Linked DNA regions of Gossypium hirsutum: region 2 is linked to region 1. Evidence: chromatin contacts called from public Hi-C data. All regions are on one chromosome and are shown on one strand. Each heading gives the region's core, a stretch centred on a gene start, on an enhancer-like site or on the middle of the called end of the contact. The rest is flanking DNA. Distances are from core to core; before and after follow the strand shown. Region 1 holds the start of LOC107945721. Region 2 holds the start of LOC107945725.

Region 1 (5,861 bases), core at 2,243-4,742:
TTGAATGGCCTGCCATACTATATCATCTAGTGAGTAGTTTTTTAGACTTTTTATTTGCATATTTGTAACTAGAATTCACTTAATCGTCGACTCCTTTGGGTTCGATCCTCGAAGTACTCATATACCCCGTTGTATCACATCATACCCCTTATAATGGAATTTTCCATTGCTCCTAGCTTTGAAGTCAAGTTGTTACGATCCCAACTGATGGATCTTGTCATTAGATGTTTCACAAGAAAACTATTTATCTTATCAAGGCTCTTTCTTCGTTTTTACCTCTTCCTCACGAATAACCTATGATGAACAAGTGGAACTCTTCAAAAGGAATTTTAAGCCTTAAGATTTGTTAGAGAGAATCTTAAATCCCGTAAAAAAATGTTTAATCTTATATGTATTATTCACTTTCAAAATCTCTCTTAAATAAAGATTACAAAGTTCAATCGGAAGACTTGCTAAGAAAAGAGTTCTAAGAAAACAAGAAATACTCATTTATCTCCTCTGGACAGTTATAAATTATGCACTATGTTATACTGTTTTGCCCAACTCACTGAAATCTTAATAGTTTTCATAAAATTCCAAGATATACCTTGGAACACAAAGAGATTTCTATTTTTCCATATGCGTCATGCTAACAAACCAAAAAGAGTAGACCAAGTCACCCTATTCCCCAACATCCATCCAGTATTTTCTAGGTTTGCTTTAACCCAATCGGAGAGTTTCCCGGAAAAAAAAAACTGTGGCTTATAATTTCTTGGCACAAAGTACTTCCAAACATTTTTAGTATTCATGCAATCCCTAAGGACATGTAAGATATCTTTAATCTTGTGGTGGCAGACTGGGTAGGATATACTTTGTCCAATACCCCTTCATACACGTTCTTGGTTAGTAAGGAATCTTTGTCTATGAATGAGCCATAAGAAGAAGTGAACACGATGCGGTCCTTGATACTTCCAGACGGCTTTCCACTTAGTATCTCTTGCATCCCACATATATGCTTTAACATATGATATGTACTATTAACCGAAAATCGTCCAATTGTTGCATGTGTCCAAAAAATTTTATCAGACCAACTAGAGGGTGTGGTGGAGGGAGTAGTGTACTAATTTGATCCAACTTAATATATAAATTTTAAATTTTATTTAAATCAATCCAAATTTATAAATCTATAGTATTACATTTTTTCTTGATAATGTTTAATGTCCCTGGTTAATTGAATATAAACTTTTTCTATCCATAACAATATATCTAATCATTTTCAAAAATAATTACTAATTAAAATTTCATTTTTTACATTTCTTTTTTCAACCAATGTATTAATATAACTCAATGAATTCTTCTATCGGTTAAGCAAATGCCGACCCCACAAAGAGATAAATTAGAAAGCGGTGCAATAATATATCACTTGGAATGGGAAGTCTATCTCTCTATAATGCACTATATTATATAGTTTTATAATAATAATTTTATGTGATGTCTACATCCTTCACAAATTTAGCTTCAGGCCACTGCTCTGCACTCAGCAATATGGGCATCAGTTTGCAGCAATATTAACTCATTGGACCACACAATCATATTTACATTTTCTATGGTTTTTAATTAACATTAAACCCTACCTGTTAAAGTTTGCGTTTTTTCTTGAAAATGAAGAGTGAGAACAAAAGAAGGGAGTGAACCAACATCCAGAACTTCATTTCCGATCAGTGGGTAAGTATACTAATATTATAATTGCATGTTTTAAAAACTGTAAACTAAATTTTCACGTTAAATATTTAACATCTTAATTGAGGTCCCTACATTGTTTTTATTAAAAAAATTTAAATTTTGGGTTGTTTTTTAGAAAAAATTCAGATATTTTTACATTAGTAACAATGCTCATGTCAATCGAACTAAGACTCAATCAGTACAATTATATTTTTTTTAAGTGATTATGTTGAAACTTGTTTCCAAAAAATTATTATTTTCCAAATTAAAATAAAATGGGAAACATGGAAAGATTTTTTTTTACGTAAAATATAAATGTAAATGTATGTACTTTCATTCTAAAAAAATGCATGTAATTTGAGTTAGTGTAAAAAATATATTACTTTTATATTATCCCAAAGTATATTATGATGTATGTAATTTGGGCCATTCCAAATAATATTAGAGTTTAGGGGTTTTTTTTTTTAAGAAAAGTAATATTAGACTATAGTTAAACTTTATATTATTCCACAAATGTATTATTTTGATTGGCTCATTCTCAAAATATAACTATATCTAATATGTTAGATTTTAAAGTAAAAATATTAAAAATATTTTTGCGACTAAATTATAATAACCTTAGCATGCAAGTATTGCAATTTCCTTTTTTTTTAATATTTTTATTTTAAAATCTAACATATTAGATATAGTTATATTTTGAGAATGAGCCAATCAAAATAATACATTGGTGGAATAACTTGGATGCTAAGGTTATTATAATTTAGTCGCAAAAATATGAAATGAAGAAAAATATTAGTAAAGGGAAGAAGGGATTAAACAGTGAAAATCTCAAATAAATTAAAATGTAATGAGATTTAGTTAAGTAATCAAGAATGATTTGTAATTTTAGATAAATCACCTAAGCAAATAAATATATTTGCTTTAAAAAAATATATGGTTGGTGAAAATATTTTTTTTAAATAATATACTAAATTTTGTCGTAAGTAAAATAATATTTTATGTTTAAAATATATTTTTTTTAAAATTATCTAATAATGGATATAAATTTGATGGTAATAAACTTATATTAATAATATTAATATGAAAGTTTGATAACTAAGTTAGAGACCTGATTAATATTAAATGAATATTTTTAACCAATGCTCCTTACAAGTCAAGATTAAAAAATGATAGTTTTTAAGTAAATGAGTAGTTTAATATATAGTGAATAGCAACCCTATTTGTTTATCAAAATTTTGGATCTTCTAAAAGAGCGGTCGTTATACACTTATAAATATACCCATTTGAGACACAAATAGCACATCATATTTAATTTTTTATTAAAAACTGTAATGTATTAATAATATTAGTCATTAATAAAATTTATTAATGTAATTTCATGTATTAAAAATTATTTTCATTTTACAAAATATATTAATATATTGTAACTAAAAGTTATTATTTATGAAAATATCAAATTTTGTGTTATGATTGGAGATAAAAATATTAAATTATAAATGTTGGAAGGATTAAAATGAAATTTCCCCTTACGATGCTAAAGAACGAGGGACCAAAGACCCTTGGATCCGCCTTGATTTGGATATGCTTTTTTAATTAAGAAATATATAAATATTCTATTTTTATAAAAGAGTTCAATTATTGATTATGGCAGGTAAAGATGCAGAAATATTCAATCCCATGAACAAACAGAGATTAAGTGATTTCTTGTATTACAAGGAACAAACAAATGAAAATGGGAAATGTGTGGACAATGTTCTTAAATTTCAATCTTCAAAGTCCAAGTATATGGCCTCCTTGTTCTTGTTGGTCACCCATGGATTCTTTTTCCTTTTTCTTGGGTGGCTTTTCTGTTGTCTTATTCATGTGGTTTTACTTGAGTATCTGAGATTTCAACTAGTAAAAAAGTAAAAGGACTATGTATAAAAACGATGAAAATATCGTTGTCTTTGACAGATACTGCTGATAAAAACGTCTAATGCTTACTTCGTCAACATTCTTAGCTTTTGTAATCAATGATTTGAAGCTGTGTTTTGGCATTTTTCATTCTCAATGGAGCAACCCTTCATGAGGCTTGTCTTAGATGCAAACAAATCTTTGTACCCAAGGATCGGATAGCTTCCCAAAATAATAAATTAATGTAAAAGAAAGGGGTATATAATTAGCTGCAAACAACAGTAAAAACCAGCTTTCAAACAAATTCTTTCATTGTCTCAATGACCCTTTTAGACAGTCTTGCCGGCAAACCGAATAATCAATTTTATCTGTTCAAAGTCTAGCTCTTTGTGGCACTGGGTGAGGTATCAGGCTAAGACTGTTGGGGGTGATTGAGAGTGAATGAAGAAAGGGTCTGTTTCTTTGAGCCATCTGGGTACTTTTCCAAGCCCAGGAGGTTCAGATTACCGTGATAATGGGGCGGTGGTGAGTCAAAAAGGTTGGAGTTCAGAGCGAGTGGCGCGTTCAGCTAACAGCAATGGCAATAGCAGAAGACATATCAGTGCTTCATCTTTGACACCTTTTTACAGTGGAAGAACTTTGCCTTCCAAATGGGAAGATGCTGAGAGGTGGATTTGTAGCCCTGTTTTGGGTTATGGTGTTAGCAAGAACGTAAACTATCATCTCCAGAGGCGGCCAAAGTCTAAAAGTGGGCCGATTGTGCCCCCTGGGATTGCTTTCTACTCCAATTGCTCGCCTTCCATGAACTTGCTTGATGGTGGAGGGAGTGGGACTGTGAGGAATTTAATGGCAGGGTCTCCATTTTCAACTGGGGTTTTGATGGCTGATGGGGTTTCCGTTCATTATCTTGGTTGTAGAGCCGCCGCAGCTGCTGGAGATGTTGACGGCGATCAATCTTGTATGGTGCAGAGTGATAGTAATGTAGCACGATCTGCTATTATACCTGGATGGTCGTCAGATTTGGTCAGTGAGTCTTCATTGCCAAGCTCTCAAGGTATTACTGTTCTTCCTTTGTTTTGAGCTTCATTTGCTTGCAATTTCATCTTAGGCTGATCTGATTATGGAAGTTCAACTACATGAAGTAGGATAATCTAACCCCCACAAAACCCAATTTTTCCAAATTGCAAAGAAGATACTCTAAAAGTCAATCCCACTTCTTTTAAATATCTAATCATTACTGATTAATTGTAAATGATGAACTTCTTAAGGCTGCATCTGGTAGGTGAACTTTGTTCCACCAACTCTTCATTTCTCTTTTATGTATCCGAGTTTGAGGAACATAGAGCCTTGGAGGCTAGTAGATAATGAAATACGATTAAATTTTAATAGATCCTGTAAAACGTTAGCTTCAAATTGATATTGCATTTTAGTTTGTGGCTTGGAGCTGCTGCGACTGTAATAAGAAGACTATATCTGTTCATGTTGGTTTCAAACTTCTGATGTTGAATATCAAATTGTCGCAGATGAAAAACTTGATGAAATCAAGGATGCCGAAATGATGCTGTGTCGTGTAGCTTCGCGGAGGGATATGGCGACGCAAATGAGCCCGGACAACAGTAGCAGCCACTCATCTACTAGAGAGAGGTCTTCATTCGGCCACTCACCTCCCCCTATCCTTCCTCTTCCTGCTGTGGACAACAATGATCATCCTTCTAAACTGGACATCAGGGAAGTGCAGATAGACAAGCGAGCCACTGTTACTAACCGGTCAAAAAGGCATGGATCGAGAAGAATCAAGAAAGGCGAGCCGGATTTTGAAGGCTTCTACCGAAACAGCGCCCCAACTTCTGCTTTATCTCTGGATATCGCAGAGGCAGCAACAAGCATTTCAAAGTATGTTTTTATTGCATTCTTCCTCAAGTTCTGCCTGCATCATCCAGTTAAAACAGGAGAAGTCCATAATAAACACAATTAGTTGAAATCCGATGAACTCATTTTGTGCTTTGCTTAATGAAGTTTAAAATGTAATTTTCACTAGTTCAATTAGGGACCAAGATCACTACTTTCATATAATATTAGAGTCCCAATAATTTCCTATGACGTGTAACATTAAATAGTAGGGGCCACTACACTTCCCAACATCCCTGGAAACCATAGTTGGATTAATTTGAGGGTACGTTGGGTCATTCAATGCTTGGTGTTTAATGTTCCCAGGAAATTTCCGACATTGAGTTCCTAGGTAGAACTGCATGATTTCAGGGGAGCAT
Region 2 (5,861 bases), core at 1,868-4,367, 240 kb before region 1:
AGATCATATTGCATGTAATTTTCATGTTGCACATCCATACTTGATCTATGTCATTTATTTGTGTTAATATACGTGATCATGGATGAATTTAGTTACGATATATGTAACAAAGTCGCCTTTGTTCTATGTTAGCATAATTAATAGACGAGATTGTTCGAAATATCTTTTGGATATGATAGTAAAATTTTAAGCTCATAAGGTTGTATAATGACATGTAATTATAAAGGAATTAGTATATCTATGTGTGGTTCAACTGGGAGATTGTTGGAAAATATGGATAACACATATATAATAAAGGTGAATACATGTTATTATTTACTATCATGATAGGTTAGCCCAATTAAAAGTGATCTAATTTGGTTAGAATTTTATTGGGTTTTAATTATTAAATAAAGTATGGGTCAACTATGTGTAAATACTCTAATAATTGAGTTCTAATCAAATTCTAATTAATAATGGATTAATTAGGAATTAGAAGTAATAAGCCAAGGTTATAAATATTAAGGTTATCGTCCCCAAATTATACACAAGATATCTGTTCTAATATCTCATCCTTAAGAAAGAGAGAGTAAATATTCTTTGAATTTCTTGTGTGCTAATTTGAAAAATCAAATTCCCAAGATTCGGAAAAATTTCAAGGAATTTATGGATTCAAATACGTTTCCGTATTTAATTTTATTTTTAATTTATTCTTAATGATTTGACATAATAAATCTTGATTTATTCAATTTTATTTTAGATTTATTTTACAAATATAAGCCCATTCACACTACGGATCCATAGAGTCATTTCGAAACAGAGTGTTAGGGAGTCGACCTTTGAAGTTAGTAAGGTAATACAATGATGTGTGAGTAAGATTTACTGAAAACCTAGCTACCTATTACCCGTTGACCAATTCCATCTGTTGGTAACTTATGATTATAACTTTACCCCAAATTTCAATATAATATATTGATAAATGTAGAGTTCAGATAGCCAAAATGAAGGCCACCCATCAAATGTTTGCTTTATATCTTCCTAGTTTTATATTCAAAACCCCAACGCCAAATGTTTATTTGTAACCATTAATATAATTAAAAATAAAATTATTAAAACATGAGGACAAGTGGCTCGTGTAGTATACTCGTAGAGAGAATAATCAAGTAACAGATTTTTTAAACTAACTTATTTAAAAGTAAACATATTTTGAAATGAATGTTTTAAAGTAAACTTATTTAAAAGTCGATTTGTTGAAGCTTGAAGATTGGTTTGGAATTTGAGATAAATTGGATAAAAATATTATACTCGCAAAATAAGATTGAGAAAAAGTTAGACCCGTTTAAAATATGAATCGACTTCAAGTTCAAATATTTAAAGTCTGATTTGATCTGATCCATTTTCAAATTTAAAATACTGTTTTCCCTTTCTATAATAGTTACTGTCTTTAACAACTAATTTTTGTTGTAGAACCAATTTGTTATGTTTTATTTTTACCCTTCATAACAATTTTCATCTATAACATCAATTATAAAATATAAAGTACACTATTTATAAAATTACTTTTTATAATAATATATTGCCTTAAAATTTAGTAAATATATTATTTCAGTAACATGTTTATTTTATATAAAATATGTTAATAAATAGTTTATAAAATTGAAAACAAATATTTTAATCGATGAAATAACATTTATAAATTATATTAATGATATAATCTGAATCTCACTAATTAATAATATTATTAATAACATATAATTTTTTATTTTAAAATTAAAAAAAAATCAAATATGACTTAATCTCAAATGCTATTATAAGTGTATAACAACCACCACATTTCTATAAAATCTAAAATTTTGAGACACAAATGAGATTATTATAGAAAAGTTTGACTATATATATTAATTTACATTATAATTTATTTTATATGAAAATCAAAGATACTGCTATATTATAATAACAATAATAATAATATGTTAAGTTATTTATATTTAGAAATATTTGTAATAAAATATATAATCATAAAATATTAACTAAAAATAATTATTTTTTAAAAAATAAAATGAGTATGCTTAAACGAACTATGCAGAGGAGGTGAGGTTTAAGATTTAAGGCGTAAAAGTAAGTGAGGTTTAAATTATGGCTCCCAACCATCATGGCTTTTCAGAAAATTGGAAAACTCTCCATTAATTAAGAAACGGTGCCACAATTTTTGTTACTTTTCAACTACATTACTTTGGGGGATTTTGGGTTATTGATTCCGCCTCGGGTTGCTCGTGATTTCATTTCTATCAGTTTTGTGTTACTGGTAAGATTTTGTTAATAAGAGCTTCCAAAGCACTGTTTTTATATAATAATATATATTAAAATATTTCCTTGCCCAAAAGCTAATAAGTTGATCATTTTTATTTACTTATTTTTATAAAAAAATTGGCATCAAGAACTTAATGAATTTTATTATAAGTATGCATTCCCCTTATGAGACATAACTTTGATAGGCGTGGATTTTTTAATCCTGTTTTAGGATGACTCCCTCACATACTACTAATCTCATGCTTACAACCAATCATTTAGTTTTGTATTCCTTTATTAAATATGATACATATTAGAGGGGATAATCTTTGTTTAATAAAGTTTTACTAATTACCAAAAATTGAAAAAACAAAAAGAACATGTTTAATAACGTTAGTAAGTATCCAACAATGTGGAATTATGATTGTATGCTTCCCCTTTATCTAAGCTGTCAAGCTAATTCATCATTGCTAATGGGTCCCCCAAATTCGCCGTACCTGCGGTCAAGCAGTAACTTCAATTTCCCCCTAAACATACTCACCCTAAGTTGATTAGACTAAGGAATTCTGTAAAGGTACCATATGATAATTTGTCTTTCTAATAGTAGATTTTCTCCCACGCCTCAAACAAATAATACTTGTAATAATACTGCATAATAATGTTCAATTATATATTTTGTAATGCTATTTAAACCTGAATATCAATTTAGTTGGGAAATTATAAAAATAAATAAATAAATTTTATTTTTAAATTTTATATTGGTATAAATATTCACAATTTTAATTTCGGAATATTATTTTTAAAGAGACCGCGTATAAAATAAAAAAAAGAGCCGTTGCTTAAGATTAGATGTGGAATTGGATTCAGACAAAAAGTCCTTCACTTTTTTACCTTAGTTTAGTCATTATCAAAAATCCTTGTCAAAAAACTTCAAAGGTTAATTACGGAAAGTAAAATTAAGAAAAACAAAATATTTAAATAAAATATTACCAATATCTCGAAACAGCTATAAATACGCACCGTTTCTTGACTTCTTAGAAGTTAGAGGTCTCTCCCCCCAATAGATTGAGCTCTCCCCACTTTAGTTCTCTCCGTTTTCACTGACAAAAAGTAAGTCGTAGCGGATTTCTTTTCCGACGGAGATTTTTTTAATTCCCGGTGGGAATTAGAAGGCGACGTCAGTTATTAGAGCAGCAATGGTCGACGTGGACCGGAGGATGTCCGGTCTGAATCCGGGCCATATAGCAGGCCTACGCCGTCTCTCTGCTCGCGCTTCCGCTCCTTCAACTCCGGCATCCCTTCCTGTACGCAACGGTCTTCAGTCTTTCTCTTCTTTAGCTGACAAAGTTATAACCCATTTAAGGAATTCGGGTTTTCAAGTCCAGCCGGGTTTGTCGGATGCCGAGTTCGCCCGAGCGGAAGCCGAGTTTGGTTTCGTTTTCCCACCTGACCTCCGAGCCATATTATCAGCCGGTTTACCTGTGGGTCCAGGTTTTCCCGATTGGCGGTCTGCTGGAGCTAGACTCCATCTCCGGGCCTCGCTTGATCTTCCCATTGCTGCAATTTCCTTTCAGATAGCGCGTAACACTTTGTGGTCCAAATATTGGGGCCCCAGACCGTCTGAACCGGAAAAAGCATTACGAGTTGCAAGGAATGCGCTAAAGAGAGCTCCCCTTTTGATCCCCATTTTCAACCACTGCTATATTCCCTGTAACCCGTCTTTAGCGGGTAACCCGATTTTCTTCATCGATGAGACCCGTGTTTTTTGTTGCGGATTTGATATATCCGATTTTTTCGAGAGAGAATCTCTGTTTACGAGCTCCGTATCCAATCCGGAGTTGTTGAAAAAACAGAGATCGGTTAGTGAAAAATCAGCCGGCTCCTCCACTAATTTCTCCAGGCGGAGTATGGATGCGGGTTTGGTAAGCGGGACAAGAACACCTAGATGGGTGGAGTTCTGGAGTGACGCGGCAGTTGATCGGCGCCGGCGAAACTCGTCGTCATCATCGTCGAATTCGTCGCCTGATAGATACTTTGAGATGCGGAAGACCCAAGTTCCAAAATGGGTCGACGAATACATGGAGCAAATCGGATCAGTTCTACGAGAAGGCGGGTGGGGGGAGTCCGACATAACGGAGATCGCACACGTGTCAGCATCTGGGTTCTTCGAAGGAGAGATGGTTTTATTGGATAATCAAGCGGTTCTGGATGCGCTTCTTTTAAAAGCGGATCGGTTCTCAGATACACTTCGAAAAGCGGGGTGGAGCTCCGAAGAAGTTTCGGATGCGTTAGGGTTCGATTTTCGACCGGAGAAGGAAAAGAAACCTGCCAAGAAATTATCCCCGGCGCTGGTTGAAAAAATCGGGAAACTTGCTGAATCGGTTACGGGTTCATGATACAGCTTCCAGAAAACTTTTTTCTCCCTTTTTACTTGAAGGAAAAAAAAACTCTAATTTGTATTTTGAAAAAGATTGAGGGTCTCGGGGTCTGGAGTTGAGAAAAACAAAAGAGAGTAAAATATATGGGGGCTAACGCGTTGTACCATGAAACGGAGCGCAAAAAAAAAAGAAAAAAAGTTTTAAAAATGACATTGTTGTTCATAATATATAAATAATTAATAATAATAAAAACAGTCATTTTCATTTTATGTTTGTGTTGTGAAGTAAAAGTGGTCTTTTGAACTCTTTAAATATTCTGCATATCATGTTCTCTTTATTTGGGGATTGCAGTTAAAATATTAATTTTGTAATTAGAAAAAAATTGTTTTGTTAGTGAGCTGGGTCTAGGCCGGTGCACGTGTGTTTATTATATTTTATTATTATTACTCCAACTATTATTTTCAATTTTAACTAAATATTCCCAATTCATATTTCCACTTGTTGGAATATTATAAGATGTTCTCAGAGTGCAATTTCATATTTTTGAAACTGAAAAAACATAAAGGAAGCCTCACCTTATTTTTCAGAAGGCAGGCACTGCACAAATCTGGACTTTCGATAAAGATCTCTCCTTTTAAGACACTAATAAAGAGATACATTTAACTATTATATATACTTATTACATTGAAAATATTAGCTTTAATATTACATTTGGTACCTAAATTTGTCTCTTTTTCTTAATTTTATACCTAAGCTTTTTTAGGTTTAATTTGGTACCTAAACTTATTAAATGTTATAAAAATTATGCAAAACATTAGTGGTATTTTTTTTGGTTATGCTACAAAAATATTGTCAGTATTAAAAGAATAAGAAAAAAATTTAAAACTCCAAATTAAAAGAAATTAATATTTTCAATTAATAAAATAATATTATTAGTATATTAGAGTAATTTGTAAAACGTTTGATAAATACCAAATTAAAAAAATTAAATACTAAATTAAAAAAATAAATTTAAGTACTAATTTAAAAAAAATGTGTACCTCAAATTTAGGTATAAATATTATATTAAGCCAAAATATTATTACTCTGATAAAAAATTTTGTACATTTTCTTTATCATGCTTTGATATCTTAGAATGCAATTTCTTGAAATTAGAGAAATAAAAAAGATATATTTCCAGTTTTTTGTTTTAAAAAACTGACACCAAAACCTTTC

What was found. Hi-C and Micro-C count contacts between places; a contact is called where the count stands out from the background.
Region 2: a Hi-C map of leaf shows a contact between it and region 1, with 2.4 times the contacts expected there. The contact joins the promoter of LOC107945725 here to the promoter of LOC107945721 in region 1. A contact is called at or near these places in 2 of 34 Hi-C or Micro-C datasets (both in leaf).

The regions. Positions count from the first base shown.
Region 1 is chrD12:30,940,892-30,946,752 of Gossypium_hirsutum_v2.1, reverse strand. LOC107945721 reads left to right here and starts at 3,492. Exons shown (of 4, transcript XM_016879820.2): 1 at 3,492-4,648; 2 at 5,118-5,487. The coding sequence starts at 4,036.
Region 2 is chrD12:31,183,913-31,189,773 of Gossypium_hirsutum_v2.1, reverse strand. It overlaps LOC107945725, which reads left to right and starts at 3,117. Exons shown (of 1, transcript XM_016879824.2): 1 at 3,117-4,915. The coding sequence starts at 3,465. The coding sequence ends at 4,664.